Regions from separate parts of the Xenopus laevis genome. Here region 2 is linked to region 1. The links are chromatin contacts, called in public Hi-C maps. All regions are on one chromosome and are shown on one strand. The core of a region is the stretch at or near the end of the contact, and the rest is flanking DNA. Distances in the headings are between cores, read along the strand shown. Region 1 holds the start of ahnak.L (neuroblast differentiation-associated protein AHNAK). Region 2 overlaps LOC108713920 (a long non-coding RNA gene).

Region 1 (2,969 bases), core at 241-2,740:
CTGCAAGTCTGACCCATGGGTTGCACACCATATGCCTATAGATCAGGGAACAAAATCTATTGCTCCTTACCAAACAATTCAAGAACTACTGAAAATGTAGTAAAGTTTGGGGGTTTGTTAAATAGCCACCAAAATTCTCTATCTTCTTGTCACTACTTCTGATGTTATCAATTGGCAAGGGTCCTGACTGAATCACACGCAGCAGTGCCTAGACAGACCTCCTCCTGCTACGCAGGTAGCACATGAGCATCTAGAGTAGTACTGCAGATAATAGCTGTAAGTAGGGTTGCCACCTGGCCGGTAAAAATTATGGCTGATCCCAATTTTATTAATAGGGAAAAAAGTTAAATATATAGGAAGGCCGGTCATTTTTTTTCCAGAAACCCTAGCTGTAAGGAGGGGACAGCCCTTATAATAGGACAATTATAACAAAACTTCCTTGCCCAAGTTGCTTTACAACTCCCACCGACCCCCAAGACGAGAATTGTCTGGGGTGATGGACGTTGTATACAGTTCAACAACAGCCATAGGTTGGACAAAGTTTCTCCTTCACCGAGGGTCTCTCTCCCTCCCGATGCTGTTTATCCTCCCCACCCTAGTTCTCTATTGCCTCCTCCTTCCTCCACTCCCAAAATCTCCAGCAGGGGAGGGTGTGGTGCCCTGAAACTCAGACCTGTGTTGTAACAGTCAGGGAAATCCATCCAAAGCAAACATTACCAATAAAGCAAAAAGGGAGAGTCTGCCTGCACACAGCGCTGCTGGGAGTATTCATGCCATAACTTTACCAGCATGACTCCCAGCAGTATTGTTGGTAGGCACATAACTCTGAGCTGAGGGACAATGCAATTGAACAATAAAAGCAGGTAGAGTCCACAGAGCAAACAGTCTGAAGGAACGCAATATACTGCAGCACACACAGACCAGCAAGCCATAAACTACAATAAATGATTTACATATAGACAATATGCACAGAATATAGAAATAAAAGTAGATCCAATAGGGAACTCTCTACAGGGAGAGGCAATATGATGGGTACGTCCCAAAGCAGTTTAAAAAGAAGTCTCTCAGTGCAACTATTACTTTCCTCCCAAAATGCTGCACTATAAACAATGTTACATCAGTAATAAAACGATTTCACAAGTAGCAAAAAAAAAGTCGCCCCCCCGATAAAATTGTTCCCGACCATCCACACCCACGGGATGCAGAAAGTATACACATACACAAGGAAAGTTCTACGCGTCCCAAACTCTGGGGTCACATCCTGAGATAATTGCGCCTTCAGTAGGAGACAAAGCAACAGCACATGATATAGACTGGGTATAGGAAATGGGTTATTACCTGGGTCTCTTGAGCTGGCGCTACATGTGCAGGAGCCAGTGGCTCTGTTCTGCCTGGGATAGCAGAGCTAAGTGATCAGCTCAGGCAGGGCAGGGCTCCTATACAGGCAGAGCTAACCCTACTGGGTGTGTCCGTCTCCCAATCCTGGAGAGGAGGTTGAGCCTGCCCTGCCCCGGGCTAGGCGTGTGCTGCTGCTGCTGTTGCTCTCAGTGCGATGTGTCCATGGACGCACTTATTTCTACACAGGGCCCCATGTGCGCACATATTTGTATCCCTGGGGCCCGAGCTTGTGCACTCATCTACCTGTGCTGCTTCCCACAATTCTGCGTTAATACGATGGGAAATATGCAGGGCCACCATCAGAATAAGCAGGGCGTATGAGAATTTTTTCTTACAAGTTAAAAGAAGCCATTGGTGGCCATTGCCCCCCTAGAAGTTGAAAACCCCAATTGGTGGCCCCTACAAGTAAAAACCCCATAGATGGCCAGCTCCCCCCAGTTTAAAAAAAAATTGGTGGCCAGGGCCCTACAAAAGAAAATCGAATCCAATATCGGTCAATGTGCGAGGCAGAAACAGCGCAAAAGTGCAAAATCACTGATGGAATTATCCTGTCAGACACCACGTGAGACCAGGATAATGCGTTTTCACGCTTAGGCAATGGCGCCCATGGTTTAGCACTAGGGATGCACCAAATCCAGGATTTGGTTCGGGATTCGGCCCTTTTCAGCAGGATTCGGATTCGGCCGAATCCTTCTGCCCGGCTGAACCAAATCCTAATTTACATATGCAAATTAGGGGTGGGGAAGGAAATTGCGTTACTTTTTTGTCACAAAACAAGGAAGTAAAAAATGTTTTCCCCTTCCCACCCCTAATTTGCATATGGAAATTAGGGTTTGGTTCGGTATTCGGCCAAATCCTTCGCCGAGGATTCAGGGGTTTGGCCGAATCCAAAATAGTGGTTTCAGTGCATCCCTATTTAGCACAGTGATCCCCAACCAGTAGCTCATGAGCAACATGTTGCTTTCCAACCCATGGATGTTGCTCTCGGTGTCCTCAAAACAGGTGCTTATTTTTGAATTCCAAGCTTGGAAAAGCAAGTTTTAATTGCATAAAAACTAAGTATAGTGCCAAGTAGAGTCTCCTGTAGGCTGCCAGTCTACATAGGGGCTACCAAATAACCAATTACAGACCTTATTTGGCACCCCAAGGGATTTTTTCATGCTTGTGTTGCTCCCCAACTCTTTTTATAATTTTTACAAAGGTTGGGGACGCCTGGTTTAGCATATTTATGCGGCAGTCGGTCTTTTTAAAAACCCCACCGTAAAAACGCACGTGTCCATGTCCTTAGAACTTGTCTCTTTATGGACATTATGGTGGGTGCAGTTTGGCAGCTACACTTACTAAAAGTTCATGGGCCTTACAGCAGAATCATTTCAGATAGTCCCAGAGCGCGACTTCTGGGTTCCCTTTATAGACCGCCCCACTGATGATGTCACAAAAGGGGGGGGGGTGAGCAGGCTGGGCATCTATAAAAGAAGAAGGGGCGGGGAGAGCAGGAGAAGAGCTCAACCTGCACCCGTCCGTATGGTTGCCACCTGGTCAGTATTTTACCAGCCTGACCGGTAAAAATG
Region 2 (3,095 bases), core at 270-2,769, 76 kb after region 1:
GTTGCCAAATGAGCAGATCATCTTGAGGGCCAAGGACTAAATTATCAGATCATAATTGCTGTAATGCCGGTGGTCAGATTGAGGACTACATCAACATGCAGATGTGGACCTTAACCCAGGGCTTTGTCACTTTCCACTATAGAATTATCAGTGATAGGACTTTGCAAATCAAACACTTTTCCAAATATAATAATTTATAATTAAATATAATTGATTAGCCATGGTTGTATTTCGGTCTGGTATTGTCCTAGGCACAGGACCTCAGCTGAAAGAGAAAAAGGTACCCTTCTTCTCTGCTACACTACCATATTTAGCAACAAGTATTTTGCGGTGGTAAATTTTGCACTGGGGAGTCTGGGGCTGCTCCTCACCCCAAGTTGCAGCCTCTCCTTCAGCAATATGAAACCAAACATGTCCTTAAAGGTGAACTCCACCCAAAAACTGTTTGTTTTCAGCTACAAAGAAAACACAATTATAAGCAACTTTCCAATACGTTAGTTAAACATTTTTGGTGCCTTTTTTCAGTTGTTTGTAAATGTGATGGCTATTTAGAACAATATCTGTCTGTCTGTTTAGATTCTTGGTTCTGACTCCTGATCAGTGCAGCAGAAACCAGCTGATTATCAGACCTGGAGCAGCATTGTTTCAAGCGTCACAGCAAGAGAAGAAAGAAAGGGATAAACAAATACTGCTTTCAATTGCAAATCAACAACTTCAAACCCATTGACATTTTGTAATGTTTTGAATGTAAATTGGAAAGTTTCTTAGAATGACATTTTCTTTAATTATGCAGGTATTGGGTGGAGTTCCCCTTTAAAGTATTTTAAAGACTATGTACTTATTACTTATTATGTAGTAGAGATAGGCATCAGCTATGGCGGAATTGCAACTTCCACCATCACATCATGCTGTTGCTTCTTCTTTGCAACACAGCAGAGCATGCAAACTATTCCAATACTGCAAAATATGACTCCATTCCACAGAACTTGCAGTCTAGCCTTTGGCTCCTGAGACACAGGGAGTAGATGAGACTTGTCCTACAGGTTAACTCATTCACTGAAGTCAGGTTTTCTTGAATGGGAATCCAGTGCCATAGTTGCTGACCAATTTACTGAGCCACGCCTTCTCCCTAATGCCTTGTACTGTTCACAAATTGCAGTAAATACCATAAACCACTCCGGTAAATATAGTTCTTTAACTGAATTAGGCTAATGTTTCCATGACATTAATGTGAACACAATAACATATCCAATGAGCCTGAAGCCCTGAGGGCACGTAGGTTGTTGAAATAAGAAGTTATATGTGAGCGCCACCTATGTACAATATGGCAACTGTCAGTTCTATGCACACAGCACCTTTAGCAGTTTTGCCACTCCTAAAGGGAAAACATCAGTTTTTCAAGCCACCATGACAGATTCCTTAAAGTTTAAAGGGGATGTTAATCCAAAAAGAAAACTGTTATTCTGAGCAACATTTATCAGCGATACATTTTATTGCAATTGAAAGCTGTATCTATCTGTCCCTTCCTGCATTGCTGAAAATGTTTTTCGGAACAATGTAGCAGAAGTCAGCCTTGTATTGTTTCAACAACAATACTATATGACTTTATCTGATCAGATTGACATAACAGCATGTAGGATCAGATATGATACATCCCACCAAATCTTGTGCTGTTTCATGACAAGATCCTGTGGGACAGATAAGGTCTGGCTCACAAAATCTCATACAAATCTGCCTTCCAGTTCTTTGATTAAATAAATAACAATCACCCAGCGATCTTTACTCATTGTAGTTGTTCTGGGTCTGTAGATATTCAGTTGGACAGATGAGGCAGGTAGGTGAAAGAAGGTGAGCCCAGGAGAATGTTGGGGAAGTGAATCCTCAGGAAGGAATGCCAAACTTCTGCAGAATGTTCCTTTCTCATTCCAACCTGCAGGCAGAGGGGGAAGGGGCAGGAGATAAAAGGACTGTGTTTTCAGCTCCATGGCTTGCACATTAAGGTTAACTGATATAGTGCTTTGTGTGTAAGTGTGTGTGCCTGCTGTAGTGGAATGATACAAAATACCAGAGGAAGAAGGTGGGGTAGAACTTGGCATTCCACCTCATGTGTGAAACAAATACAGAGATTTTGAGCTGCTACTTTGTAGCTGCCTAGATATTGGTTTCATTGTCCTCAGTGGAGTAAGTAGTCTATATAAATCTGTAAGGGCAAGGACACAAGCAGGCCTGGACTGGGATTCAAAAAAGACTCTGACATTTCAAGTACACAGAGACTCAAACAGCCTCCCTCTAGAGCCATTATGCTTCCTGCCCTGAGGGGGGGACTGGAGGTATACGGGTCCCATGAGGCCCTTATTCATATACAATTTCAATAAAAATTGTAAAGCAAGTCAACCTTTAGACATTTTGGGGGCCCGAAAATTAATTTGCTGTTGGGCCTCGTAATATCTAGTTATGCCACTGATTTAGGTACAAGGTATTAGACCCTCCAACAAAATCTTCTTATTATCCCCTACCCTATGATCTGTTTTTGATGTATTTTAACCTGTGTGTAAATTGGGTTGTCTACATACCTGGACTTTCCAGCAGCCACAAGATCTGGCAACAACTAGTTTCTCAAAAAGCTTAAATGAAATCTTTAGGATTATTTGAGACACATCTGGGCGTGGTTGGGCATAACTCTGCATGATCTGGATAAGTAGACAAGGCTCAAAAGGAAGGAAAATATATGGGAAATAAAGTGGGATGTGATTACTGACAAAGGAAGTGCACAAAATGCATCTATCATTGATGGGATTTCTGAATTTTCCTCTAGGCTCATACTGGTCGGTATTTTGCCCTGCGTTCTGCCACAGGGTAGTGCAGAATGAAACGCAGCCTGTATTTCCCTATAGTGCTACGTTCAAGCACAGGAAACCTGGCCACAGGGGAACGCAGGGCAAAATGCCCATTAATATGAGCCCTTAAAGGGTTTTCTTCACCTTTAATTTAACTTTTAGTATGATGTAGAGAGTGATATTATAATAACATACGAAAAGTGTACTTAAAAGAGAACCACCCCTTAAGGCCGGGGCCAGACGATGGCAGATCTCTGT

What was found. A called contact is a pair of places that touch in the nucleus more often than the background predicts.
Region 2: a contact with region 1 is called in a Hi-C map of the XL177 cell line, with 4 times the contacts expected there. The contact joins the enhancer-like site here to the promoter of ahnak.L in region 1. A contact is called at or near these places in 3 of 4 Hi-C or Micro-C datasets (the XL177 cell line, the XTC cell line and animal cap).

The regions. Positions count from the first base shown.
Region 1 is chr4L:27,822,775-27,825,743 of Xenopus_laevis_v10.1, forward strand. It overlaps ahnak.L (neuroblast differentiation-associated protein AHNAK), which reads right to left and starts at 1,491. Exons shown (of 6, transcript XM_041590012.1): 1 at 1,339-1,491.
Region 2 is chr4L:27,899,137-27,902,231 of Xenopus_laevis_v10.1, forward strand. All of the region lies in intron 3 of LOC108713920 (a long non-coding RNA gene), which reads left to right. Among protein-coding and RNA genes, the nearest start is that of eef1g.L, 28 kb to the right of the region's middle. Within about 2 kb of position 1,520, at least 4 of the 7 cell types and tissues checked have an H3K27ac peak or open chromatin away from gene starts, as enhancers often do.